3 separate regions of the Sus scrofa genome follow, and all the other regions are linked to region 3. Evidence: chromatin contacts called from public Hi-C and HiChIP or PLAC-seq data. All regions are on one chromosome and are shown on one strand. Each heading gives the region's core, a stretch centred on a gene start, on an enhancer-like site or on the middle of the called end of the contact. The rest is flanking DNA. Distances are from core to core; before and after follow the strand shown.

Region 1 (3,166 bases), core at 414-2,913, 280 kb after region 3:
CAGTGTTCTTCAGGCTTTCCCTTCCACATTAAGAAACACAGAGAGCTATACTTAATGCATGAGAACTATGGCAGTAAGCCCACTGAAGGATGGAGATTTCCCAAAATAAAATAAAATACAAGCTAAAAGCCATCACTTTAAAGACCTACATTTAACATGGCTCAGGGATATCTATTCTTCCCAACATAGGTATGGGATGAGGTTTCACCTTGACTAACCTTGAAGTGTGATGCATTATTAACCCTTCACTTTTTAATCAAGAGACACACTACAGGGTGCATTTTTTTTTCCTCTACAGAAAATCATATATTCTAGCTTCTTCCATTTCAAAATGTCAGCCAAGCAATATTTCCCTGACTCATTCTCCTGCCCATGCTCACAGATCCTCCCAATCAGGAACACCACATCAGCACCTACCCAGGGCTCCCTTAGTGGCTGCAGTGGTGGTGCTAGTGGTGCAGATGATGATGATGGTGATGATGATATTAGAGAAGGGGGGGCAGTGATGCAGGAGGGGGGAGTTCCCTCCCTCTCTCTCTCTCTTCCGCAGTCACGACTCTTACAGATTTGCCTACAACTGCCCTTCAAAATGACCTTTTAAAAAAAGTCACCCTTCCTGTGTAGAGAGGTGGAAGACAAGTAAGCAATATAATTTTCAATGGGGAGGGGGTCTATTTAGCCAAGCAACAGGCTGCCCCAAATCGTATCAGATGACCTGCCTCTGCCTTTGTGCCATTTATTTCACACTAACCCTTCATCGTACCCGGTTCTGCATCTGGCTCTGTAGACACTGACAACAACCCGATTTTGCCATGTTTTGGGGCCAAGGCTCAGAAACGGAGTCCTGACATGGAGCTTCCTGGGTCATTCCTGGGCTGTGATGACTCCACGGCAGTTCACTGGAGGAAACTCTGGGCATCGCTACGAAATACTGCAGTGTGTATGGATTCTGCCATCACTACCGCTCCCCGCACCCCCACCCCACCCCCGCCCGCCGCCGGCCTTTGGAGGTACATATTTAGACTAGAAAAAAAAGGTGCTTTAACACACAACCTCGCCTGCATTCGGTCCGATTACCCTCAGGCTGTTCTTTCAGAGCCTCAAATCTTATTTTTTAGGACCTGACTACAAGAAGAGACATATCTAGTCTCCCACAGCCCGACCATGCCCAGGACCGAAGGGCTCAAGCGATGTCATATAAACTGCAAGTTCCCAAGACCGCTACAATATACGTAACCCTCTGCTTGCCCGCGCCTATCCAGGGATTCTGAATTCCATACAGGACAGCAAGCCCAGGCCCGCGCGATCGTAGCAGTGCTCACCACCCGACCCTCCGCCCTTGCCAGCGCGGAGCGCGCGGTGCGGTCCGCAGAGCCTGCCCGGGGGATGAGCCGAAAGGCAAGGCGCTGGGGGCGAGAGCTGCGAAACCCATACTTACACCAACTGCCACCGGTCCTGCCCAAAAACTCCTTCTTTTCGGAGTTCCAGATGAATTTCTTCCAGCTGCCCTCCTCCTTGGCTTTTCCGCGGGCCATGGTGGCGGGTCAGCAGCTGCTGCGGGGATTGAAGATGGGTGATTGCCGCGTGCGCTCTTGCGTCCTCTCCTGCCGATCAGTGTCCCCTGCCTGGCTCTCCGCAGGCTGCACCCGCCGCTGCCGCTGCGGCTTTCAGAGTGCCAGACGCGCGGTGGAGGAGCAGAGTCAGGAGCGGGAGGAGGGGGAGGCGGCGGCGGCGGGGGCGGAGGGAGGAGGGAGGGACCGCGCAGGCTGGGCGTCTCCGAGCCCCGCACCTATTGGTGGGCGCACGACCGCTCACTGGCCCTCTTTGGTCCGCCACGCGCTCCCCTTGCCCTTGGGGATTCGGGGGCTCCACAAACCCGCAGCTGCCACTCCAGCTGCCACCGAGGACGCGTGCTCGGCCCCCGCCTCCTGTGACCTCTGCAGAGACAGGCAGGGGACAAGGAAAAGTCAAAGGGAAGGACGAACAAATGGACTGCGGGCCCAGGCTACAGCCACCCGCCACGAGCCGAGAAATTGGCTGAGGGCGCACGCCCTACCTTTACTATATACCGCGCCGTGGCGACGGGGCGCCCCGCCCACTAGCGACCCGGCGGGCCAATAGCCGGCGTGGAGGGGGCGGGGCCTGGGGCCCGAGGGGGCGGGCGCGGGGTTGGCACAAAGGAGCTGCGGTAGCGGCGTGAGGGGCGGTCTAGGGAGCCAGGGAGCGGGGGCGCGGGGAGGGGCGGAGAGAACTGTGAGTGGCGAGGCCGCAGCACCTAACAGCCCCCTCCTCGCGTTGGGCTGTGCACGAACCCGCCTTTTCCGTAGTGAGGTGACCCGCACCTGCCTTGCCTGGCGCCCCGCAGACCCTTCGGGACCCCAGCCCGGCTGTCCCGATCCAGTCAGTCCCTCTCGTGCACTCTCAGCCTCTCTTCTCCGCACTTCCACTTCTCCTAGGCCCTAGCTGGGTGGGGGTAGGTCACTCCGGGACGCCTGAGAATCAGGGACTCTGCCCAGCTCCGCCCCGCCTCTCTGCTGCTGCACCTGCCACCCCCTCCGGTCTCCCCGCCACTGCGGTTGCAGTTCCGGCCCGTCCCTCTCCTTCCAGGCCAGCCCAGCCAGCAGCCCTGGCTCCTGACTGCCGGGCTATGCTCCTTGTGGGCGGCCTGAACCACCTCAAGCAGGATAATTGCCAAACCCACCCAGGGCGGCAAGCCGGATCCGGGGTTTGAAAGGGGTAGGAGGTGTTGGAGGCCGACCAGCCGGCCCCCAGTGGGTCGCTCCTTCAGAAACCAGTCGCATTGCCTGGCGGCTCACACCAGTCTAGACCCCGGCGGCGACAATGTTTGCACGTGACCTAGCCACCAATGACTCCCCTTGGCGTCGAATCCCAGGCTGGTGTTCTCAGGGACGGGTTTTCACGCCCCTTGGGTGGGTACCGACCACTTTGTTCTTCTCTAAAAGACCTGGGGCCAAAAAGGATCTGGAAAGCCTAGTATAAATCGCGAGAAGGTGCAGGCAATCCTTGGCATCCTTTATCCCTCCCCCTTCTTTATCCCCTGTGCATCAACAGCCAAACTCCTTGGTTTCATCTCCCTCCGCCAAACCCCTGAGCAGCTTCACACATCCCTCTTGAGGCAGTGACACAGCAGAAATCAGCAGGGGCG
Region 2 (3,484 bases), core at 691-3,190, 270 kb after region 3:
AACTCTTCTGTAGGGACTAGTGGTTGGGGGAGGGATGGTTCAGAAATCTGGACAATACAATATAAGCAACTGTACTTCTCAAAACCGGTGGATCTAACTATGGTCTTTGAGGAGTAGAACCAGAGATATCTGGGAATGTTCAAAAGTAAGACCCCTTTCAAATGCAAATAACAGTAATACTTGAGGCTATACTGTTTGTTTCACTGTATACAAGCCCAACCCAAAAAGTCTTCCTGTTTTTTTTTGTTTTTTTTTTAAAAAAAGGACCCTCTCAATATGGCCAGAGTTCCATCTTTTACTTATTTCAGGCATATCTTTCAATCATTAAATACCAAATAGAAACAGGAAATAAGAATAAACCAACCACAAACATCTAAAATATGTCTACTTACTGCCACAATCTTCAAAAATCATATCATCCTTCTGCGCCAAATCTTTGTACTTCTCCAGGAACCTCACTATGCTTACCACATAGGATTCATAGCTTTGGGGATCATTAGGACGAAAAGAAATTTCAGTCTTTTGGCTCTGAGGAATCTGTGTTAATCCTAGACCAGGGAGAAAGTGAGAAAAACACAGGGAAAATCATTAGTGAGAAGGCAGTCAACCAAGATAATTCAAAAGCAGACTTTCCACACATAAAATGTATTTGGTAATTCCATTTCACTGAAAAGAATAAGGAGACAGTTTGGGGGGTGGGGGGATGTGCTTGGGCTGTGGGATGGAAATCCTGTGAAATCAGATTATGATCATTATACAACTACAGATGTCATAAATTCATTTGAGTAATAAAAAAATATAAAAAAAAGAATAGGTCAAATTCTTATCTCTCTTGTGAAATCCCTTCTCTGGCATTTAGGTTAAGTACGTTAAGTACCAATGACTATGCCTTATTATCATACATCATTTAATTTTCCCAGCAACACTTCATGATAGGCATATCTCTATTTTATGAATGAAAACACTTGCTGCATGGAAAGGTTAAGTACCTGGCCCAAGGTCACAAAGGAAGTGGTGGAACCAGAATTCCAACCCAAGCATGATGTACTTCAAAGCCTGTTATCTTTCTTCCTGTGTGCCCAAGTTAAAAAACAATGCATTGTTAGCCAGCATCTGGAGCAGGTGGCCTTCCCTTCCCTAACTGCACATAAGACTGAAGGTCTTCTTCCATAATCCTTTTAATCAACTGATTTATGACTATACAAACTTTACAACTCAAGCCTACTCAATAGAGACATTTCTCTGGATCTTTTAGCCTAAACTGGAGGACCATGGAATTTATGTGTAGTCACCACTCCTGCTTTCCATTCAAAACCTAGGTGGTTATTCTCAGCAAAAAACCAAAGTATGAGTACCTGGGATTTCTGCTCTTTAACTGACTTTTTAGATTCTTTAATTTCCAAAAAATTCTGCCATTTGCAGGACTGCCTAACAGATATCTGAACAACACTTCACAGCACCATCCAAGACGGTGGGTGGAGATTCCATCACGACGGCATCCTATTCTAGGACTGCCACATAAAATACAAGATGCAGGGTTAAATTTGAATTTTAGATAAACCATGAATAATTTTTTATATAAGTACGTCTCATATAATATTTGGGGCAAACTTACATTAAAAAGTTACTGGCATCCTGTATTTTTATTTGCAAATCTGGCAACCCTATTTGAATCCCCACTCCCAGACCTGCCCTCTTTGTATTGGGGACAAAAGGTGCCTCATCATCACAGCTCTTCAGGGTACCCACATCACTCCCACCTAGGGACTTGTTAAACAAGCAGCCTCCCAAGCTCCATCTGGGATCTGCTAAGTCACAACCTCCAAGGGTGGGACTTGAGAATCTCTGCTTAACAAATACAAGAGATCCTTAAGCACTCTTGGTTTGAGAACCACTGCTTAAGAGAACCAGAACCTGAGTGTGGCAATCCTGATGCAAGTATAAAAATAGTGTCCGAGTTAAAGTGGAAGGGATGATTAGGGTGTGGTAGGCATTTAGCAGCACCATTAGTGAGGCTTGAAAACAGGCTTCAGGAGGGGCTGTGCTAAATGGCCATTTTTTTTTTTTTCTTCTCATCATTAAGGATGGCCTTGAGCTTCTAAAGCAGGTATAATGAGAGAAGCCCAGCTCAGGGCTGAATGGGCAAGTTCTTCCATGCTTACTGTTCACAAGAAAAATGGAAAGGATGGCGATGAAGACCAGGAATGGGAGGGTCTGGAGCTAGGCTGAGTGGGTGCCTGAGACAAACTACGAGTGACATTAGGAATCATCTCAGGGAGTTCCCTCTGTGGCTCAGCAGGTTACAAACCTGACTAGTATCCATGAGGATTCAGGTTCAATCCCTGACCTTGCTCAGTACTTTAAGGATCTGGTGTTGCTGTGAGCTATGGTGGAAACCGAAGACGTGGCTCAGATCCCACATTTCATGGCTGTGGCGCAGGCCAGCATCTGCAGGTCCCATCGACCCTTAGTCTGTGAACTTCCACTGCCATGGTGGTGGCCCTAAAAGGAAAAAAAAAAAAAAAAAAAAGAATCGCCTCAGAAAGGATGATGTAGAACCTAAGGAATTCAAGAGAAAAAGCTGTCAACAGTGATGGAAGTGAGTCAAAGGGGAAGAAGCAGAAAAAAAAAATCTTCAGTTAAAAATAAAAAAAGTTTATTATAATTTAAAATTTTTTAAGCAGTTCCTGCTGTGGCACAGTGGGTTATGTATCCAATTACAGCAGCTCAGGTTGCTGCAGAGGTTTGGGTTCAATTCCCGGGCTGGAGTAGTGGGTTAAAGGATCCAGCATTGCCACAATGCTGTGACTCAGATTCAACCCTGGCCTGGGAACTTCCACATGCCCCAGGCCATTAAAAAAAAAAAAAAAATTTAAAGATGCTCACAATCCACAGAAAATTCTATGACTTAAGCCATTTAAATATACCCTAAATAATGCTTTTCTACATTAAGTTAGAAAATTGGCATCATGAGCATTTATGGTACAAGGAAGCCACATAATGAAGATGACAGATACATGCAAACATAAATAAAGTAAAATAAACAGGGGTGAGTAGAAGCTTCCTTTGGGATTTCCTGCCTGAGCTAGAATGGTAAATAGGGCTGCCACAATGAAATACAGAAAGTCTGGGAGGGAGGCCCATTGCTGGTTTGAACTGTAAACAAGATACTTAAGTCAAGGTGACTTGCCTGGACCCAGACCCCAGGGAAATGCAGAGGTAGGCCCAGAGCCAGAGGTTCGAAAGAACTGAGGGGGGTGGGACGTTCTCCCAGGATAATCCTGGAGTCAGGAGAGAATGGGGCCTTGAGGGACATTCACAGGCTAGGGGCCTCTGGGAGAGGCAGGCAGAGCAGAGACAGCCAGAGAACGCAGGGGCAAATGCATTTGAATCAGTCAGGCTAGAGGTGTGCCTGGAACCTTTTTCAGGTATTCTGTGTGCTGGAGGCACTGATTAGTCTTGCTTAATCTTCAGGAAGGAAGGA
Region 3 (3,146 bases), core at 522-3,021:
TCTTGAAATATTTTAACAGGATTTAAAAAATTATTTTTATAAATTGTTGAAAACCCTGTTATGTAATGTATTAGATGTTAAAAAGCAAGTGAACAGAACTCACTGTATTAGTCTTCTTTCATAAGAACTGCTGTTTGAACCCAATAATTTCTTTAGTGGCTAAAAAAATGCTTTAAACTTGCTTGGAATTGGTTAGGGCAGGGATCAAAAAAAATTCAGTTTAAGTCCTTTTTTTATGCAAGGGATAGAGAGAAATGAAATTGTTGTCTTTTCATTAAAACATTTCTTAAAGCCCTGTTGACTGGAGAGGAATATATGAAAAACCAAATTAACTTCTTTATAAATCAGAACGAGAAACCCGTTTTTCTTAATAACTAATATAGTCATTTATTTTATGCCTACTGTAAGTTCTTTTCATATAAGGAAACCATCTCAGGTTGAAAAGACACCCAACGTCAGGGAGTTCCCATTGTAGCTCAGTGGTTAACGAATCCAACTAGGAATCATGGGGTCGCGGGTTCCGACCCTGACCTTGCTCAGCGCGTTGGGGATCTGGCATTGCCGTGAGTTGTGATGTAAGTCACAGATGCAGCTCGGATCTGGCATTGCTGTGGCTGTGGTGTAGGCCAGCGGCTACAGCTCTAATTAGTCCTCTAGCCTGGGAACCTCCATATGCTGTGGATGCGGCCCTAGAAAAGACGCACACACACAAAAAAAATAAAAATAAAAGACACCCAAGGTTATACTGCTGTTAACTGACAGGGTTCTGATTTGAATCTGTTTAGCCTGAAATCCCAGGCTCTTTCTAGCCTACTGAAATTGGGGCCAAGATATTTACTATTTTTTTAAATTTTTAGGAGTAAATTTCTAATTTTTTTTTTTTGTAGTCAGAAGTGAAGACTGTTTACTTCCTTTTGTAAACTCAATTTATAGAGCATATGAGTGATACAAATTTTATTCAAAAAGTCATAATTCATATTTTGACACTGAACTAGGCCCTCTGCAGAATTACCATGATTTAATACATAATTACAGGGCTATGGTTGAGAGGTGTTTGTTAAATGGTTGTGTGGCCTGGATATGCTGAAACCCACATTGAACACTAGGTGGCAGTCCTTCATTGCTGGACACGTTCTTTCAGGCACCATCTCCTTTATGAATATTATTAGTTGCTTATTAATTTTAATCATATTGATGTGGCATATGAATGCTCTTCATCTAGAAAGGACATAGTATCACAGATTATTTCTCATGAAGATGAAGACACATACTTTTCCGTTTCATAAATTAGGAAACTGAAGCCTAGATAATGAAAATGGCCCCCTTTGGGATTAAACTTGAAAATGGTTTTGCAGAATATATTACTCCACCAAAATATCCTTTATTTTATTTAAAGGAAACCTAAAACTACTAAATTAAGATAACCCAGGAGTCACATGAAATAATATAGGTCAAAGTTTTCAAAAGGTAGAATAGATTATTCTAATATACAGCTTTTCAGATAGACTGTGTGATAATCAGTACTTCTAACACTTGATGATATAGTCACGGCTTTATCCACTTTTACAGAAGTACATTCATGCCTACAGCCCCTTGAATCTGCATCTTTTGAGCGTGCACATAGTATTTTCTCCAATGACTGATTCTCAAAGAGTACTCATTCCTTTTCACCTGAGGCTAATGCTAAGAATCAGTAGCCAACCGTAGTTAATGCTGAATACTAATAATAGCAAAGTATCCAGAACTGTGTGTATATTTAGCATCTACAGCATTCAGTATTTGAAGCAGAGGAAAAATGGAACCACTTTGGTTTGCAACTAGGGCCCTACATGCTGCTGTGCATGTTGCACGACACAACTGCAAGTGAACTGCAGATATGCTTATTTATCACATATATATATTTTAATATATGACAGAAAATGTTACAAGGAAAGTCCAACTTTTTTTGATTTGCACAAAAGTACCAGGTCTGCTAAGGAACAGGCTTCTCAGATTTTGACTCACTGGTACTGACACTCAGTACCATTGGCATTTTCCCCAGTGGGAAAAGAGAGAAGAGCACAAGAGAGAGGTGATATAAAAATAACATTCTAAGATGCGTCTAAATTGCTAAAAATGTCAGGGTGGATTTAGGGCCCCACAGTGGAGGTAGACTGCCTCCCCACCATATCTGCTTCTCTACCACTACCTTCAGATCGTATCAGCTATTTTTTTTTTCTTGAATTCATAAGTTCCCCCTCCCCTTTAAAGCTTTATATGTTTTGTCTCTGAAATATTCACCCCAGATTTCTTTGTGACTGACTTCTACTTATTTTGGTTTTACCTTAAATAACATCTCTTCCCAGAGGGCTTTACACTCTATTCTAGTTGAAGGAAGCTCTCTGTCCCTAATCATTAACACATTTACTTATGCATTGTATTGTCTTTATAACATTTATTATTACAGGAATTATACTTTTTTTTTTATGGCTACACCCATGGCATATGGAAGTTCCCAGGCCAGGGATTGAGTCTGAGCCTCAGTGGAGACTACATTGCCTTTGGCACACTGCGCTGGGCAGGGGATTGAAACCAAGCCGCAGGGTGATCTGAGCCACTGCAGTTGAATTCTTAACCCACTGCACCACAGTGTGAACTCCAAAGAATTATACCATTTTTTTAAAGTGCTAGGAGGAGACACAGAAAGTCGTAAGTGAGCTCAGTGTCAACAGGGCCTTGTCTGTTTTGAATATCCTCAGTGTCTGCTGTGGTGCCTGGCAAAGAGAAGGAACTCAATATTTGTTGAAAGAATGGAGAAATAAATAAATTCAGCTTTTTAGGCATTAATAAATTTTTATTTGATACTGGCCACTGGATAAGTTCTGCTTTTTAAGTTTATTTATTCATTCAACAAATATTTAATAATACCATAAATATTTAAATAAATTATTTAAATAAATTGTTTAAAGAAATATTTAACAATAATATGCTATGCATATACCTGGTCCCTTGGGGTATATCCTTGAACAAAACAGACACTAATCCCTGCCCTATCAGGTCTTACATACTCTTGAGGGAGTTATACAGTAAATAATTAGCATATTATTATAATATGCATAATATTTGAAAGTGTTAAATGCTGTAGGGGAAAAATGAGCATGGTGATG

What was found. Hi-C and Micro-C count contacts between places; a contact is called where the count stands out from the background. HiChIP or PLAC-seq counts read pairs in DNA pulled down with a chosen protein or histone mark.
Region 1: an H3K27ac HiChIP or PLAC-seq map of skeletal muscle shows a contact between it and region 3. The contact joins the promoter of ATP1B1 here to the enhancer-like site in region 3. A contact is called at or near these places in 5 of 47 Hi-C or Micro-C datasets (embryonic fibroblasts, fetal heart ventricle, fetal skeletal muscle and 2 more) and 2 of 2 datasets of contacts at active chromatin or transcription factors (alveolar macrophages and skeletal muscle).
Region 2: a Hi-C map of skeletal muscle shows a contact between it and region 3, with 3 times the contacts expected there. The contact joins two enhancer-like sites. A contact is called at or near these places in 4 of 47 Hi-C or Micro-C datasets (epiblast stem cells, fetal heart ventricle, liver and 1 more) and 1 of 2 datasets of contacts at active chromatin or transcription factors (alveolar macrophages).

What each region holds. Positions count from the first base shown.
Region 1 is chr4:81,935,352-81,938,517 of Sscrofa11.1, forward strand. ATP1B1 (ATPase, Na+/K+ transporting, beta 1 polypeptide) reads right to left here and starts at 1,664. Exons shown (of 6, transcript NM_001001542.1): 1 at 1,439-1,664. The coding sequence starts at 1,535.
Region 2 is chr4:81,918,386-81,921,869 of Sscrofa11.1, forward strand. It overlaps ATP1B1 (ATPase, Na+/K+ transporting, beta 1 polypeptide), which reads right to left. Exons shown (of 6, transcript NM_001001542.1): 3 at 393-548. Among named protein-coding and RNA genes, the nearest start is that of ATP1B1, 17 kb to the right of the region's middle. Within about 2 kb of position 1,941, at least 8 of the 83 cell types and tissues checked have an H3K27ac peak or open chromatin away from gene starts, as enhancers often do. A contact at or near this core is called in skeletal muscle, where this site is marked.
Region 3 is chr4:81,653,045-81,656,190 of Sscrofa11.1, forward strand. All of the region lies in intron 1 of NME7 (nucleoside diphosphate kinase 7), which reads left to right. Among named protein-coding and RNA genes, the nearest start is that of NME7, 15 kb to the left of the region's middle. Within about 2 kb of position 1,772, at least 3 of the 83 cell types and tissues checked have an H3K27ac peak or open chromatin away from gene starts, as enhancers often do. A contact at or near this core is called in skeletal muscle, where this site is marked.